Regions from separate parts of the Mus musculus genome. Here region 2 is linked to region 1. A link is a contact called in public HiChIP or PLAC-seq data. All regions are on one chromosome and are shown on one strand. The core of a region is the stretch at or near the end of the contact, and the rest is flanking DNA. Distances in the headings are between cores, read along the strand shown. Region 1 holds the start of Dnm1l (dynamin 1-like). Region 2 has its middle 7.3 kb from the start of Igll1.

Region 1 (4,751 bases), core at 2,105-4,604:
TAAATTAGAGTTATAAAGCTGATAATAAAATTAAAATCTGCTCTATTTGTACTTTCTAATTGTGACTGAATTTGTAAGCCCTGACATGTAATGAAAAGTCAAACATATGTCCAGAGATAAAAACTATATAATCTGTACTTCTTAGATAATGAGTCTGTCCGTGGTCTGTGTTCTGTGTTCTGTGTTCTGTGAAAGTGACCCGAATACTAGTCAGTCAGAGTTGCAAGACCACCCTTCCTGACTCATTCCTCCCTCTCAAACTCTCTGTCTCCTCTCAGGCCACCCTGTCAAATGGCCAGGGAAGGCCTCCTGGCAGGCTAATATCTAAAATATATAAAGAGCTAGAAAAAAAAAAAACCAAAGTAGACATCAAGAAAACAATTGAATTAAAAATGAGGTCTACTCAAAGAATTCTCAAAAGAGTAAACTCAAATGGCTGAAAAGCAGTTAAAGTAATGTTCAATGTCCTTAGTCATTGGGAAATGCAAATCAAAACTAAGGATATATGAATATTCTTATGGAAACACAGGAGTTAGCAAACTAATTTCAAAATATCAATGTAAACAACAGGGAGTTTGAACAGAAGCACCACACATGTATAGACAGTGCTACTCCCAGACACCATGAGCTACTATAAAAATCACAGTGTAAGCATTAGATACTATCCTAGAAATTATTGGTCAGGGAACCCCCAGAAGTGTTCACAACAACACAGGCTATTGCCATCATCCTTGGTTACTCATGATGATGTGGCAGAAACAACACAAACTTTGACTGCAAGAAAAAAGTCAATCCTAAACTGTCCAGGAAATTCCCTGGTGTCCAGGTTTTATATTTCCCAGGCTTTTGGGCAAGAAAATACATTAATGATCATACCTAGTCTTCAACCCTGTATGCTACAGAACTGAGCTGCCAGGCAAGGTGTGCCAGGTCATACAATAATTGCGCAACTATTAGAACATAAGTAATGTCTTTCTGATTGAATATTCTACAGGAGAACATTTTATGCCTTATATTCTAATCCTATTAAGAATCTATGGCTTAGAAAGTAATAGTTGTTTTACTAAATGGTCATATTGTCAAATTTCCTTCTACATACTTAAGTTAACAGCCATAAATGTTGGCTGCTTTTAATCGTGCCCAGAGAAGCTTTTTGCAGCAGGCAGCAGGCAATACAAAGACTAAAACTGGCCAGAGTGTTGGGAATAAAAACTAAGCATTGAGCTGCAAAAGGAGCATTTTATCACCCCCACCACCTTGGACACACACACACATTTACACATATGTAAACATATATGCATACATGCACATATACACTCACACACAAACTCACATCCCTCACTAAGGCTCAGAAAACACCTCTGAAGAAGAAACTCCCTTGGAGAAACCTTTTTTTTTTTTTTTTTTTTTTTTTTGTGAGCAGTTATCAATTGGAGATAGTACCTGCACCTGAGTTAGGAATGGGGGCCTGTGTCTACTTTCAGATTATCTTTGTGTGTGTGTGTGTGTGTGTGTGTGTGTGTGTGTGTGTGTGTGTGTGTGTGTAATAATATTTAGGCCTCATCCCTTCCTGTTTCTTTCCTCTTATGTCTGATTGCTCTGGGCAATCCTGGCAGTAATGTACTGGTAGACTTTCTTAAGCACTGCCTGTGGGATTATTTTTTCTCTTACAAAAAGCTACATGATAATATATAAGACTATATGTGTTCTGTTACCAGAGAAAAGATAATTTGAGTAGGAACATATACCATACCAATCTATGACATGTTGGCTTTGGTAATATGTATGTATATCAATTTTACCAAACTAGCTCTTAGCACACAGTAAAAGACAAAGGAAAATCAAGTATAAATGCATCATTTTTCCTAGGGTACTTTATTTATCTCTGGCTAGGCTGGAGCTCACTATGGAGACAATAGAGCTGACTCTTGCCTCTGCCTTCTCAGTCTGAGGTTACATATATGCTGCTGCACTTGGTTTTGGATTCTGAAATCTTTGTTTTTAAAAGACAAAAGGGAAGGTCACAACATTTGCCAAGATGTCCAAAAATCACTTCTGGATCTTCAGAGTCTTTCATTTATGTGTTTTTCAAAACTTATTAACCAGCCACCATCTGTGTTCTGAACAGTAAAGCCTGTCTCCTATGGCATATGTTGCAGGTGAATGGTAAGTAACCCCTCCAGTTATACAATCCACAACTTTGTGACTATGAGTGCTCATGGCTATCATGAATAGATAGCAACAAGTTTTGCTTGGCTTTTCACTCCTCTCAGGCTGGGGAGTTTGTGGCTCTGAGTTACTGTTTTATTTATGTTTAACAGTCTTAAAATCCAGTATATTGTGATTATTTTGGTACCCTCATTACCCTCTGATATTCCCCCTTCCTTTCTAGGACTCCTTCTTCCCACCTATTAGTCCTAGTGGGTATACTAATAGAAAAAGCTAATCCCCAACTCCAGCAAACATTCACAGTTACTGCTCCTTTAGAAAGAATGGAGCTTCATGGGCACCTCCTGTTTCTATGATAGATAGCTGGAGGGCCCAATCTTGTGCAGGTATATAGTGCTATGTATTCAGGCTACAACTACAGCTTTGTAAGTAGATGACAGCTGCTCAATCCTTGGTTTCTTATATTCTTTCTGCCTTCATTTCTGCATTGTACCTTAAGTCGTAGTTGGTGTGTGTGATACGAATGTCTAGTTCTAAGGGCTTATCATTCACTCTCAGAACTTTGACCAGATAAACTCTCTTGGTGGGTAGGCTGGAGCGGTAGAAATGTCTGGAGACATTCTTTTAAGTTTTCCTATAGTTTCCTTGATTGCTCTTCATAAAGTAGTACTTCTCATAAGGAAATGACATTGGTTAATTAATAGACTCTATCCCTATTTTGGAAGGGGGGGGGGGTTCGAGACAGGGTTTCTCTGTGTAGCCCTGGCTGTCCTGGAACTCATTCTGTAGACCAGGCTAGCCTCGAACTCAGAAATTCGCCTGCCTCTGCCTCCCAAGTGCTGGGATAAAGGCATGCGCCATCACTGCCCGGCGACTCTATCCCTTCTTATAAACACAGGATTTCACTATGTAGTACAGACCTTGTTAACCTTTTGTCTAAGTCTTCCATGGTTGTCCATAAAATTGGTGTGTCCCAACTCCTGGAGGCATACTCATACATAACACTCTAACAATCATTATTCATCTAGCTGTTAGCTAGCATTTTGACTATAGTAGACTCAGATTCACGGTCTCAGCTTCCTTACCCGCCCAGTTCAGGTCGATACCTGAAACCTTCTAGAATAGGCCTTCGCGTTCCACTCAGCCTGAACTACATCTCCCGGCAGCCTTTGCGCGCCCACCTCTGTCGTGGCGCGTGGCCTGCCGGGAGCGGGCTGGGTGCTGGCCCGGCCCAATGGGTGCGGGCTCCCGAGGAAAGGGCGGAGGAGAAGAGGAAGCAAGCGGGCTGTGGGTCGAGTCCCCATTCATTGCAGTGGCCTGCTGGGTTGGGGGTCCAGTGTTTCGGGGGTCATGGAGGCGCTGATCCCGGTCATCAATAAGCTGCAGGACGTCTTCAACACAGTGGGTGCGGACATCATCCAGCTGCCTCAGATCGTCGTAGTGGGAACGCAGGTAAGATGAGGCCGCGATTGCGAGGCCTGGCTCGGCCGCAGGCCTGCAGGTGTCGCCAGGAGGAGGCCGGCAGCTCGGCGCTCCGCTCTGCTCCCGGGCGCTCAGCGGGACTGAGTGGCCCTGCAGCCTACAGCCCGGCGCGGCTTGGCCCAAGGGCACTCGGGGGACGCGCGGGCGGGCGTGTGGGCGGCTGTCGCTTCCTTCCGGCCGCTGAGGACGCGACGGACTCAGGAGTTGCTGTGAGCAGACAGGCAGCAAGCTAGTGGTGAGTCGGTGGCCCACGGAGCTATTACAAAGTAAAAATAAGATTAAAAGAAAATCCCGGGTGTAGTTGGAGGCCTAAAGTTAGGAAGGAGCACCATGACTTTGGTGTTTGTAATTTTGTTACTGTGACCCAAATTTGGTATAAGGTTCTCAGGCCTTATGTGGGGTATTGGCGATAAGTCCAAATTTTGTATGAAAGAATGTTGAATAGATATCTAGAATAGCAGAGATATGTGAGTTTCATTTTTTAAAAAAATGCCTGCTTTGAACTGAAGAGGAGCAACAGAACTTTAGGGGAGGAGGGCGTTTTTTGTTGGTTTTGTTTGTTTTAATGTTTGTGAGTACGCCGTCGCTGTCTTCAGACACACCAAAAGAGGGCATCAGATCCCATTATGGATGGTTGTGAGCCACCATGCCACCATGTGGTTGCTGGGAATTGACTTCTGGAAGACCATTCAGTGCCTCTATCCTCCTGGGGAGAATTGTTTTGTTTTGTTTTTGTTTTTGTTTTTTTTTGGGGGGGGGGCGTCGAGACAGGGTTTCTCTGTATAGCCCTGGCTGTCCTGGAACTCACTTTGGCCAGGCTGGCCTCGAACTCAGAAATCCGCCTGCCTCAACCTCCCGAGTGCAGGGATTAAAGGCGTGTGCCACTACACCTGGCGAGAATTGTTTTTGAGATGAGCCCTACTCTGTACTTCAAGCTGGCTAAGAATTTACCTTGTTACCTGAATTGGCTGAAACTCATAGCACTCCCCCTGCTTCAGCTCCCTTGACTGAAAAACTACCATGCCCAGAATTTTTTTTTTTTTTAATTTTTATGATGTGAGTGTTTTCCCTGGTGCTGGTTAGAAGAAAGTATATGATCC
Region 2 (5,474 bases), core at 2,382-4,881, 500 kb before region 1:
CCTTGAGCCTCCCGAAATAAGGCTTTCTATTTCTATTCTAGGCTGAGGGCTCAAGGCTTAGAAACAGTAGGAAGTGGCTCAAGTTGCGTTCCAGTCAGGAGCAGAGCTTAGAATTGAACATAACCCAAGACCTAACCTTTAATGGAGCCTGTCTTTCCTGCTCGCTGCTGGTCCTATGTGTTGCAGCTTGGTTTATCTTTGCCCCCTTTCCTCACTATCCTCAGCTCTGATTAATTTTAGTCTGGAGGTTACTGGGGTGGCCAGCAGCGGTGTGACTTTTCCTGGTGAGATGTGAACAGATGTCTGTTCATCTCAGCTGGGGAACTGCTTAGAGACTACAGTTACAATTCCACTGAAGTCCAACGTGGCAAATGAATGAGATTATTTGTTTTACTTATAAGAATATGTGTGACTCAGAGGTAGCTGCATCACTGAAAAGCCTTCCCATCATGAGTGGCAGTCTCATCAAAGCTGAACCCTGGAGTTCCTTTTGAGATTCCCAGGCACCTTGGCTGGCTGGAAAGTCTCACCCCAGCAATCATTACAGCTTATAAAATCATGGGAAAATTTCAGAACTTCTAGCGACTTTTTTAATGCATTTGTTTACTTCCTGAGTTTTGTAAGTTTCTTTTACTTCCTGGCTTATTTTTATTTCATGTGTGTCTTGTCCACATGTGTGAAATGTGCACCATATATGTAGGCCTAATGCTCCAGGAGACCAGAAGGGGCAGTTTGCCTCGAACTGGAGTCACAGATGGTTGTGTGCTCAGAACTGAGCTGTGGTTCTCTGCAAGAGCAAAACTTGCTCTTAAACATTGAACCTTCTCTCCAGCCCCTACTTTCCAAGTCTGAAGAGGTCTCCCTCTAGTATGCATTGTTTCAGTTTAGAGGAAATTGCTACACATTTGTTACAAGCAGGCGGGCTGATACTGGAAGAAGTGACAGGTTCCAACTCCTCTCCTTTTGTTACTGTGGTTATTCACATTCTGCAGCATCTCAAGGCAGACTGTCTCTCTAGGCTTTGTTGGCCAGCTCCTGCATCCACAAGTTTTGTGCTTTTTAAGATGGCTGAACTCTGAGGTCCCTCACCAACTCTTCCTTTGGCTCCTTTAGCAGGTGTTTCCTGCCGTCTGCCTTCCACAGCTTGGTTTCCCAGGTGGTGACACAACAGATCCATGCATGCTCTTGAATTCTGTCTTAGGGCTTCTATGGACGTGATAAAAACAAAACAAAACAAAACAAAAACCAAAAACCAACCAACCAAACAAAAAAAACCCCCAAAAAACCCAACTATGACCAAACACAACTTTTGAAGGACAGTTTCAGCTTACAGTTTGTAGTCTATTATCTAGGAAGTCAGAACAGCAGCTGGAGGCAGGAGCTAATGCAGAGGCCAAGGCTGCTTCTTGCTTCTCATGTCTTGCTCAGCATAATTTATATAACACCCAGGACCACCAGGAGTGGTATATCCACCTGGGCCATTCCATATCAATCATCAATCAAGAAAATGCAGTATAGACTTGCCCACAGGCCAATCTGGTGGGAGCATTTTTTTCTTAGTTGAGGTTCCCCATTCCAAATGACTCTAGCTTGTGTCAAATTGTCATTAACCTAGCAAGCACAATTGACCCTTTGTCAACTTCACTCACAAATAATTCAGCATAACCTTTGCTTTCTTGTTGTTCCTAAGGTTTCATATCAATATCAACATCACAATATACAATATTCTAATTTTAAGGGTCTCACAGTCCCTAAAAATTTCAATACTTTAAAAGTTCAGTCTCTTACAATATCCAGTCTCTCTGAAACTCCAAATATCTGTAAAATTCCAAAGCTTCTTAACTATGGGCTCCTGTAAAATACGAAATAGTTAAATATTTTCATATTCCAAGAGGGAAGGACCAGGCAGCATCACAATCAGATCAAGGCAAAATCAAAGTCAAACAGGGTAAAGGTTCATGTTGTAAAGCTCGATGTTGTAAAGCTCGACGTCAGGCCTTTGGGACTTCTTAGTTCCCAAGGGCTGGCCAAGCATATGCATCACCCATCAGAGGCTCAGGCCAGCTCTATACCACAGAGTTGCTGCTGTTCCTGGTGGTTATCCCATGATATTGTCATCTCTAACATTCTGCAGGCTCCTGTTGCAATCGAGTTGCACTTTCACCAACAGTCTCCTGGGCCATCTGCAGGGACTCTGGTCCTGCTATATGTTGTCAAGTGTCAACTTCTCTCTAAGACCCTTTCAGTTCGAATGCTCCTACTTCAACCTAGGCTACACGTTTACCAGCAAGCTCTTCATGGTGCCAAGACTCGGCAGCTCTCCATGACTCTTTATGCCTTCACAACCAGTATTACCTGGGAAACTTACACATTACTGTCGGCCTGAGTCTGCTCAGCTGCAGGGCACGGCTGCTTGGGGAGGAGGAACTTGGGGAGTTTGACTGAGATTACCCTGTGCTGCCTTCCGGGTGAGTTCACGAGCTGTAGGGAAGTGCTCCTGGGATAGGAAAGCACAGTCTGAGATGAGGGAAAGTCGGACCTGATTTAGGGGTCCTTGGGTCTGTGACATTGCCAGGGCCATGGGGTTCTTAGACTCTTGGACATCTAGGCGCCACTGGAAGTCACAGAAGAGCAGAGAACAGAGTCAGGGGCCACATGGCCTGGGGACAGCATCTAGCTGGGGCTGGGGAGGGGGTGGGGAGGAAGGAGAGCTCTGGCTTGTCTCATGGGGTGAGTGTCCTTTGCTTAACAGAGGCAGGTTTGGTGGCAGTTGTGGCTGGGAGTGCAGAGAGGCCTTCTACAGGATGTGGCTCTGTAGACAAAGACCTTCTCCAGGTTCCTCATGGTGAATCTTGATGAAAGAGACAGTCGATGATGGAAAATTGATGCATAAAACCACTTCTCAGGGTGGGCCTGAGATTAAATTCCTTTTGCAGGGAGGAATGTCTAGGAAGAGAAGCTTATGGGCTTAAGCCCTCCCGGCCTAGGTTCCTCATTAGCATGGAGAACTCTGTTTTGAGCCTATGTGACCATAGGCCACGTTTCTTTTATGTGAGAGAAGCATGGCATGTGTTCCAAGTCAGGAGTCTGGCAGGGAGCTGGGAGTCACCTAAGCCTCAGGTGTGTGCCCACGAGTCTCTTCCTCTTGACCTGCTTTACCTTAACAAACTTCCTGGCATGTGTTTTTTTTTTTTTTTTTTTTTTTTTTTTTTTTTTTTTTTTTGAGACAGGGTTTCTCTGTATAGCCCTGGCTGTCCTGGAACTTACTCTGTAGACCAGGCTGGCCTCGAACTCAGAAATCCGCCTGCCTCTGCCTCCCGAGTGCGCCACCACGCCCGGCTCCTGGCATGGTTTTAATCCCACACATTACCAGGTTTGTTTGCCAGCACGAGGTCCAGGCTTGGACCTGTTTGCACTATAGGTTTGTGTGCTGACCCCGAGGAAACACTTCCCAGAAGGTTCTGCTTCCTTAATGCTGGTTTCTTCTTAACCTTAGTTTATTTGCAGCCTTAACTGACCAGTCTTAATTTACCCAGTCAAGCAAGTTTTCACACTCTAAGACTTGGTGCCAATTTCTGTCCTAGTTATGGGTTCAATTGTGATAAAACATGACTAACATGAGCTTGAGGGAGGAGAGCTTATTTTAGCTTACAGCTTGTATTCCACCATCCAGGGAAAGTCAGTGTGGGAACTCAAGATAGGAACTAATGCAGAGGCTGTGGGGGAACATTGCTTACAGGCTTGTGCCTCTCTCTTACTCAACTTGCTTTCTTATACACCCTGGACCCATTGGTCCAGGGCAGGAGCGGGACCACCCACAATTGTCTGGGCTCTTCCATACCAATCAGCAATCAAGAAAGTGCACCACAGGCTTGCCCACAGGTGGGGGAATCTTCTTGGTTGAGGTTTACTTTTCTCAAATGACTTCAGCTTGACATAAAGTTGACATAAAACTATCCAGCACAGATTCAGTCAGAGAAAAGATGTGTATTGCATCTTCAGTGGAGTATGAGGCAGTGATTGTTAATTTGGATCTGAAATGAATCTGAAGCTTGGTATTGTGCATAGAAGACTCGGGATGTTCTAAAGGGAGTTAGGAAATATTCCACACTTCTGGAAGTCCGTCAAAACTCTGCAAGTAAACAACTCAATAGCTTAAGGAGCTCTCTGAAACCATCCAGACTCTCATGGCTTCTCCATTGGTTATTTCTGGTCTGCACAGGTGGGAGAGACGTGCTGAAGCTCCTCATGTAAGCTCCTGTATTTGGTTTTTACTTTGTGTGTGTGATATTACTTTATTCTGTAACGTTTTGAGCTTTGGGGCATATCCTATATCGCCCCCTGCTGGCACCTACTCTCCAAAAGCTCTGTAGGGCTATGAAACAATGTGCTCACCCTGGAAACATCTGCTATTGTCCTAGGAGGTCACCAGCTTCGGAGTGTCTTCACGGTTTACTCCTGCACCATAAGTGGAAGCACATGCAGCATCGGATTGGAGAGTGGAAGGAAAAGGTGGAGCTGAAAGTTAGAGAGGGGACACACACACACACACAAAGAGAGAGAGAGAGAGGGAGAGAGAGAGAGAGAGAGAGAGAGAGAGGAAGAGAGATGATGGAGGACTGAGAGAAGATGGAGGAAAAGGAAGATGAAACAGAACCATGTGGCCTGGATGAGCCACAAGTAGCTAGGGATTTCATAGATGGAAAAAAGTAATGTAAGATACATTTGCTTGATCTAGGTGTGCAGTTTGAATTTATACCAGTTATATTATGTGTTCTTTGCATGGGCATTTTGGGGTTGGAGAATTACTGTTATAAATCTGGATGGTATAGTAAAAGTCTGTGGTGTTATCATTTTATAGGGCTAAGGGAATCTGAGCTAGCAATAGCAGGCTTTCTGCAGGCTTGCCACAGTGGGTAGATGACCTGGGAAGTGTGAACAGCCTGGCAGCAAACTAGCTGTGGGAACTGGGAACCATGGGAGCAGGTGAGACTGCAGTTGCCAGTGCCTAGCCAGCCACATCGTGAACTGTTTGATTTATAACTGCACACTATAGATGGTGCCAAACATGAGGCCTGAACCCATGACTCTGAGATTAAGAGTCTCATGCTCTACCAACTAAGCTAGCTGGGCTTTTTTTTTTTTAAATCACACCTGAGTGGCTTGTTTAATTGAGGAGGGACATAGGTGAGAACAAATAAAGACAGCTGGGACCCTCAGTAGGGAAGAATACCCCTCCCTCCCCGTATGCACCCACTGACCTTAAATAAAAAATAACCAACTATAAGAGAGCAGCTGAGACAGTGATGGGGAGGCTGGGAGTGGTCAGGGAAGGACACTTGGAATTGAGGGCAGCAGTGAACCATGTGTGTGTTGGGAGGGCCCGAGGTCGTGCTGGACGAGTCTGTCTTCCTTGTAGACATGTATAAATACAAAGATAAACCTTTCTTCTCCCCTCTCTACCCAGTGCTGCT

What was found. HiChIP or PLAC-seq counts read pairs in DNA pulled down with a chosen protein or histone mark.
Region 2: an H3K4me3 HiChIP or PLAC-seq map of pro-B cells shows a contact between it and region 1, with 4 times the contacts expected there. The contact joins the enhancer-like site here to the promoter of Dnm1l in region 1. A contact is called at or near these places in 11 of 39 promoter capture datasets (the 3T3-L1 cell line, 3T3-L1-derived adipocytes, the C10 cell line and 5 more), 1 of 15 datasets of contacts at CTCF or cohesin (large pre-B cells), 4 of 484 Hi-C or Micro-C datasets (cerebral cortex, cortical neurons, embryonic stem cells and 1 more), 12 of 115 datasets of contacts at active chromatin or transcription factors (the 230-238 cell line, bone marrow-derived dendritic cells, bone marrow-derived macrophages and 4 more) and 4 of 9 other capture datasets (adipose tissue, embryonic stem cells, liver and 1 more).

What each region holds. Positions count from the first base shown.
Region 1 is chr16:16,357,634-16,362,384 of GRCm38.p6, reverse strand. Dnm1l (dynamin 1-like) reads left to right here and starts at 3,354. Exons shown (of 21, transcript NM_001360008.1): 1 at 3,354-3,621. The coding sequence starts at 3,520.
Region 2 is chr16:16,853,923-16,859,396 of GRCm38.p6, reverse strand. It overlaps the pseudogene Gm5768. Among named protein-coding and RNA genes, the nearest start is that of Igll1, 7.3 kb to the left of the region's middle. Within about 2 kb of position 3,631, at least 30 of the 459 cell types and tissues checked have an H3K27ac peak or open chromatin away from gene starts, as enhancers often do. A contact at or near this core is called in pre-B cells and pro-B cells, where this site is marked.